Linked DNA regions of Oncorhynchus mykiss: region 1 is linked to region 2. A link is a contact called in public Hi-C data. All regions are on one chromosome and are shown on one strand. The core of a region is the stretch at or near the end of the contact, and the rest is flanking DNA. Distances in the headings are between cores, read along the strand shown.

Region 1 (3,400 bases), core at 623-3,122, 130 kb after region 2:
AACTGCAACGCTGCTGGGTTTGTCACGCTCAGTTTACCGTGTGTATCCAGAATGGTCCACCACCCAAAGGACATCCAGCCAACTTCACACAACTGTGGGAAGCAATGGAGTCAACATTGACCAGCATCCCTGTGGAACGCTTTCGACATCTTATAGAGTCCATGCCTCAACAAATTGAAGCTGTTCTGAGGGCAAAAGGGGGGGGGCGTAACTCAATATTAGGATGTTTGGTATGCTCAGTGTATATACCACCACCCAGTGATAGTGGGAGGACAAAGGAGGCAGGTACTCTGGCACAGGTAGACCCCATCTGTGCACGTGCCTGCCCCCTCCTGAACTTCAGTCTCCCCCCACCCATGAGACTGATTTGACCCTCCCTCCTCTTATTACTGCAATTCCATGGTAACGGAATTACACACTCAGATTTTTCACTTTAAAATGTATACCAAACAAAAACCATTGATTTAAAAGTTTAAACAATAGAGTTCTGTGCACAAGGACTACTTCCAATTTTCCACAGAATATTTTACAAAAACACTTTCAAAGGAAGAACTGTGCAGATACGAAGTTTGGTAACAGAACAAAACTAAAGGAGACTTTGCCGTTAGATGTCTCAAATTGAGGGAGCGTGCAATTTGCATGCTGACTGCAAGAATGTCCACCAGAGCTGTTGCTAGAAAATGTAATGTTCATTGCGCTACCATAAGCCACCTACGTCATTTTGGAGAATTTGGCAGTACGTCCAACCGCAGACCACGTGTATGGCGTTGTTAGCAAACAGTTTGATGATGTCAACGTTGTAAAAAGAGTGCCCCATCGTGGCGGTGGGGTTATGGTATGGGCAGGCATAAACTACGTACAATTAACACAATTGCATTTTATCTATGGCAATTTGAATGTACTGAGATACCATGACCAGATCCTGAGGCACAATGTCGTGCCATTCATCCACCGCCATCACCTCATGTTTCAGCATGATTAATACATTGCCCCATGTCGCAAGGATCTGTACACCAGTCCTGGAAGCTGAAAATGTCCCAGTTCTTCCATGGCCTGCATACTCAGACGTGCCACCCATTGAGCATGTTTGGGATTGTCTGGATCGCCGTGTACGACTGCGCATTCCAGTTCCCCGCAATATCCATCAACTTCACACAGACATTGAAGAGGAGTGGGGCAACATTGAGCATGTTTGGGATTGTCTGAATCGCCGTGTACGACTGCGCATTCCAGTTCCCCGCAATATCCATCAACTTCACACAGCCATTGAAGAGGAGTGGGGCAACATTCCACAGGCCACAATTAACAGCCTGATCAACTAACTATATGCTAAAGATATGTGTGGCCCTGCATGAAGCAAATTGTGGTCACGCCACAGACTGACTGGTTTTCTGATCCACGCCCTTACCTTTTTTTAAGGTATCTGTGACCAACAGATACAAATCTGTATTCTCAGTCATGTTAAATCCATAGATTAGGGCCTAACAAATGTATTTATGTTGACTCATTTTCTTATGTGAACTGTAACTCAGTAAAATCTTTGAAATTGTTGCATGTTGCCTTTATATTTTTGTTCAGTTCAGAATGAAGTGTATTGAATTGAGTAAAAAATATATAATAACACCTACAGATAGACCGTATGAAACACCATTCAAACCCGTTTTTCAAGGTAGCCTATGAAGTTAAAAGTAGTTCGAACTATGCTATTAGAGTGCTGTAGGGCATGCGTAGAGTTGTTTACCTACTTTCTTAGATCCAATCCTGCTATTTACGTTCATGGAACGCTGCTTAAATTTCCGTTCCTTTCTTTCCGGTATTCAAATGCAAACTTCAAAATAAAAGTCAAAAATAATTATTTTTTTAATCAATGGCTTCTAATATTATTGCAAGCAAATATGATTAATGAAAACAAGAATTTGGGATTTCAATTATTTTATACCAGTAAGAACTCATTCAATATTGAGACTGGTATTTATTGGCCTGTAGCAGTGTTGCCACGTGATATTTCCAGCAGGCAGCGCTGTTAACACTTTCCAAAGACCTTGATTCTATTTGAGTCAGTTTTACATTGCAAACTCTACTACGCCCAAACTTAAAAGGAAATGATTGGGTACTGGTGTGGATAGACGAAATCAACATGCATTTGCATGGCTGGTTTGGGGCCGGTGATAGGTTTTGTTTACACGAAACAGTATCCCTTTCTGAAGGTCATGGACGCATTCGAGCGGATCAATTTTGTCAAGTCCTTTACCATCGTTGGTCACCGTCTTTCAAAGTGTGTTGCATTCTGGGGCACTTTTTTAAAAACGTACGCCTACATGTTGACTGCATGAACGTTACACAAATCATGTGATCAAAGGTCATGACTGCAGCGGTGAATCCCAAAGTGTTGTGAAGAAACTCCAAGGATGATTTAACAGAGAGTGGCGATGGGCTTTAATAAACACATTAACTTCTGGACACACTCCCGACTTGATCGATGCAATTCATGTTCCACTTTTAAATAATAAAACGAGAATGAAATTGTTTTACAAGATATTAACCTCCGTAACTGTTAAACATTTAATTTGGGAAGTATATCTGTTAAATGTGTCAAGTCAATAAATCAGACATATAAGCATGTGACACATAATTAGGCACTCCTCTCCATTATTTTGGATTAAATTGTGCAAACTCCAAACATATGCAGTGTTTGTTGTGATAACACTTCTCTCTGAAACCTGCAGCCCTGCTGTCTAGATCATTTTTACTCCCTCAGCTTTGGGACACCTGAGCAGATGGCAAAGGCACATGTGAAGGCTCAAATGGAAGGCTGAGGGGAAGGGGTGATTTGTGATTCAGCCCAAGTTCCGTAGTTGCTTTTCAACAACTTCATCCTGCATCCATCACCTGCATTGTGGGAGGCTCTATTGTCAACTAAACCAGTTTTTTGTTTGTTTGACCAATGCGAACATGACCAAAGACAAGACTGAAATGCAGTGGCGTAAAAAGTACCCAATTGTCATACTTGAGTAAAAGTAAAGATATCTTAAGTATAAAAAGTACATGTAATTGCTAAAATATACTTAAGTATCAAAAGTAAAAGTACACAGCATTTCAAATTCCTTATATTAAACAAACCAGGCTGCAACATTTTCTTGTGTTTTTTTTAATGAAAGATAGCCAGGGGCACACTCCAACACTCAGATATCATTTACAAAGCATTCAAAATGTAAGGAGTACTTCTGGGTGTCAGGGAAAACATTTAGCGTAAAAAGTACATTGTTTTCTTTAGTAAAAGTAGTGAGGTTAAAGCTGTCAAAAATATAAATAGTAATGTACAGATACCCCCAAAAACGATTTAATTAGTATTAATGTATTTTTACTAGAGTACTTTACACCAATGCTGAAATTGAAACAA
Region 2 (3,290 bases), core at 141-2,640:
CCGGCTACTCTACCATGCACCTTAGAGGCTGCTGCCCTATGTACATAGTAATGGAACACTGGGCACTTTAATAATGGAATACTAGTCACTTTAATAATGTTTACATACAGCTATACCCATTTCATATGTATATACTGTATATTCTAGTCAAGGCCTATCCTGTTTAACTATTGATGTACATATGCTATTCTACCCTACGTATTCTTCAGATATATAGGCAATATGGATAGAATATGTAGCATATCCCAAGACACACACTGGAAGCCGACATTGCTCATCCTCATATTTCTTATTTCAGAATTCCATTAATAGCACTTTTTTAGATTTGTGTATATTATTGTGTATTGCTAGATATAACTGCACTGTTGGAAGTAGGAACACAAGCATTTTCCTACATCCGCAATAACATCTGTGAAATATATGTATGCGACCAATAACATTTGATTTGAAAGACACTATTTGTGGAATAACCTAAAAGCTGTATGGCTAAGAGGCCATGTTGAATTTAAAAACATTTTTTTAGAATAAAGTTTATTGGATAATTATTTTATTTCACAACCCAGCTCCCTTAGTAGAGGTTCTTGTAGACAGATTGCATGATCAATATACAGTTTTTTGCTATGCATTATACATTTCTTGAAAATTGCAGGTTGTGAAAATATGAAATCAGTTGATTAGCTTGGCAATAAATTGACTTGAGATAGTAACCAAGTTCTACAACTACTTTGGTGTTGTTACTGACTTATAAACAAGAACATACTGTCACAATATTGAGAGCAGATAGCCTAACATAAAAACATGTTGCTTTATTGATTATTATAATAGGCATTTTAGCCTAGGAATTTTGATAAACCTGGGAAAATGTATCAAAAGCCACAACAGAAAGATATAGCAGTGAGATGATTCGATTAACCTGTCTCGGGCGCCCGGTTACGCGTGTTGTTGCATTCGTTTCATAACAGGGCTGTCCCGCTCAAAGCCCACGGCTAAATCGGCTCAAAATATGCTGCCTTGTTGACAACATTGCCGAGTGGCGCAGATTACTGATCGATTTGAGAATGGTGCTCCTCACCGTTTTTGCCCGTTCACGTCACGGGCCATAGACCGGCGCCCTGCTGCTCAGCATAATCGAATCCGCCCAGTGAAGCTCTTCAAGGGTAAATAATATCATGTGTTTGTAATACTCACGAGAGAAAGCTAGATGGTAGCATTGGCCAACTACAGTTCCCAGAAAACGCTTATCGCTATAAGCATGCACATTGGCTTTTTGATAATCGCAAAGGGGATGATGTCACTGGGACAATCTCTATTGAATTCTCCTCGCGTCCTCTCTCCTCTCTTATCTCCTCGCCTCCTTATTAAACCCGATTGGAGGATAAGGTCAGAAGGGCGGGACCTCTTTTTTAAAAATCCAATGGCTTTTGAGTAGGAGGCGAGGAGAATGCCTATGCAATTGAGATTATCCCAAAAATACTGAGTCTACCGGTAGCTTAATATTAAACAGTACATTGTTTGCTGGGAGTACTTGTGGATATCATCAGAAAAATGTGCACCCACACGAGGTAAGAATGCTTTTGGTGCAGACTTTTGAACGAGTTTCTTGAATACGCTCATCATCCGTGCAGAACCTTCGATAGGCCCCTTAGAAATTCTATTGTGCTGTTTGTCTTGCAGAAAGATGCAGTGACACCGGCTAGAGTGATCAGAGACAACTGCATTTAGGACGCATTTCCTTCTGTTGATGTGTAACGTGGTTACATCCTGCGTATTTGTTGTTGCTGTGTTAACTTTTTCTATACTCTTATTTCCACAACTTGTATACCTAGTGTTGAAGTTCGACGCTCAGGAGAGCCTCTGTGATCAATTGTTTATTATCAACAGTTTCGATGTCGTTCGAGTTGGCAAAGCCTGTCAGTAATTTGCAGGTGCTGTTTGCATCTCATGTAAGATAAACACCCACGTAGATAAACGCCTACTCAATTGGTTTAGTAGCTGTAACGGGCTAATTTGATGCTCCATTAGCCGTTACAGGTTAGGTACTGTTTGGCGTAGCAGAGGAGACTGGTACATACCGGTAGTTAGTCCGGCTAGCTATTGGTTAACTATCTGCATTGACCCTTTTTAGTGTTAACTCTGACACGCTGACCAGACCGGACACGTCGCGTGCGCGAGCGTCGCTAAATAAGTGTAGAAATCCATGTTATTCAATTATTGCGCCAACGAGCGTCTGCGATGCCAAGGGCTAAAATATAAGTAATTCCTATTTCTGACGCAGATCGAGCTGAAAGTCCTGCCTCTCCCATCTCCTCATTGGTTTATAGAAGCAGGTACCCATTGAAAGACAAACTTTTTTGCTGGTAGTCGTGGTAATACTATGAAAGCTTAGATTGATCACCATATAAGTTCAACATGAAAAAGCTTGGAAGGAGGAGTGATGACTAGAAACGATTCGGTTGGCCGTTTTATGTGTGGATTAATTTGTCAGAGTAGAGTTCAGGGAAAACAACCTTGTGCAGTTCAGGTAAAATAACAAGTCAATGTTTATATCACAGGACAAATTAGCTAGCAACAGCAAGCTAGCTAAATAGGACAAATTAGCTAGCAAGTGCAAGCTAACTAGCTAAATTGCCATACATGTTTAATGCTTTTTGACCTGTCCCCAAATTAATGTCATTGGTTCAGAGTTTGTTTTGATATTTTACCCTGCGTGTCGTGGTCGCATTTGGTGTAGGGAGACAAAATACATTTATGCACGATGGCGCACGCGTGCAGCCGGTTTGGGTTCCGTGTGACTCTTCACATGCGCTGCTTAGTATCTATCCTGTTGTCTAGTCACGTGCTTTCGGAAAGTATTCAGACCCCTTGACCTTTTCCACATTTTGTTACTTTACAGCCTTGTTCTAAAATTGATTTCAAATAATAATAATCCTCAGCAATCTACACACAATACTCCATAATGACAAAGCAGAAAAAAAACAAATTCCTTACTTACCCAGCCATGAGATCAAAGGGATTGTCCGTAGAGCTCTGAGACAGGATTGTGTCGAGGCACAGATCTGGGGAAGGGTACCAAAACATGTCTGCAGCATTGAAGGTCCCCAAGAACAGTGGCCTCCATTATTCTTAAATTGAAGAAGTTCGGAACCACCAAGACTCTACCTAGAGCTGGCCGCCTGGCCAAACTGAGCAATCGGGGGAGAAGGGCCTTGGTCAGGGAGAACCCAATGGTCACTCTGACAGAGCTCCAGAGTTCCTCTGTGGAGATGGTTGTCCTTCTGGAAGTTTCTCCC

The links. Hi-C and Micro-C count contacts between places; a contact is called where the count stands out from the background.
Region 1: a contact with region 2 is called in a Hi-C map of liver, with 5 times the contacts expected there. The contact joins the promoter of LOC110529713 here to the promoter of LOC110529712 in region 2. A contact is called at or near these places in 2 of 3 Hi-C or Micro-C datasets (blood and liver).

Annotation. Positions count from the first base shown.
Region 1 is chr8:26,594,866-26,598,265 of USDA_OmykA_1.1, forward strand. It overlaps LOC110529713 (trans-L-3-hydroxyproline dehydratase), which reads right to left and starts at 1,873. Exons shown (of 6, transcript XM_036985193.1): 1 at 1,746-1,873. The coding sequence starts at 1,778.
Region 2 is chr8:26,464,790-26,468,079 of USDA_OmykA_1.1, forward strand. It overlaps LOC110529712 (disheveled-associated activator of morphogenesis 1), which reads left to right and starts at 1,391. Exons shown (of 26, transcript XM_021612170.2): 1 at 1,391-1,562.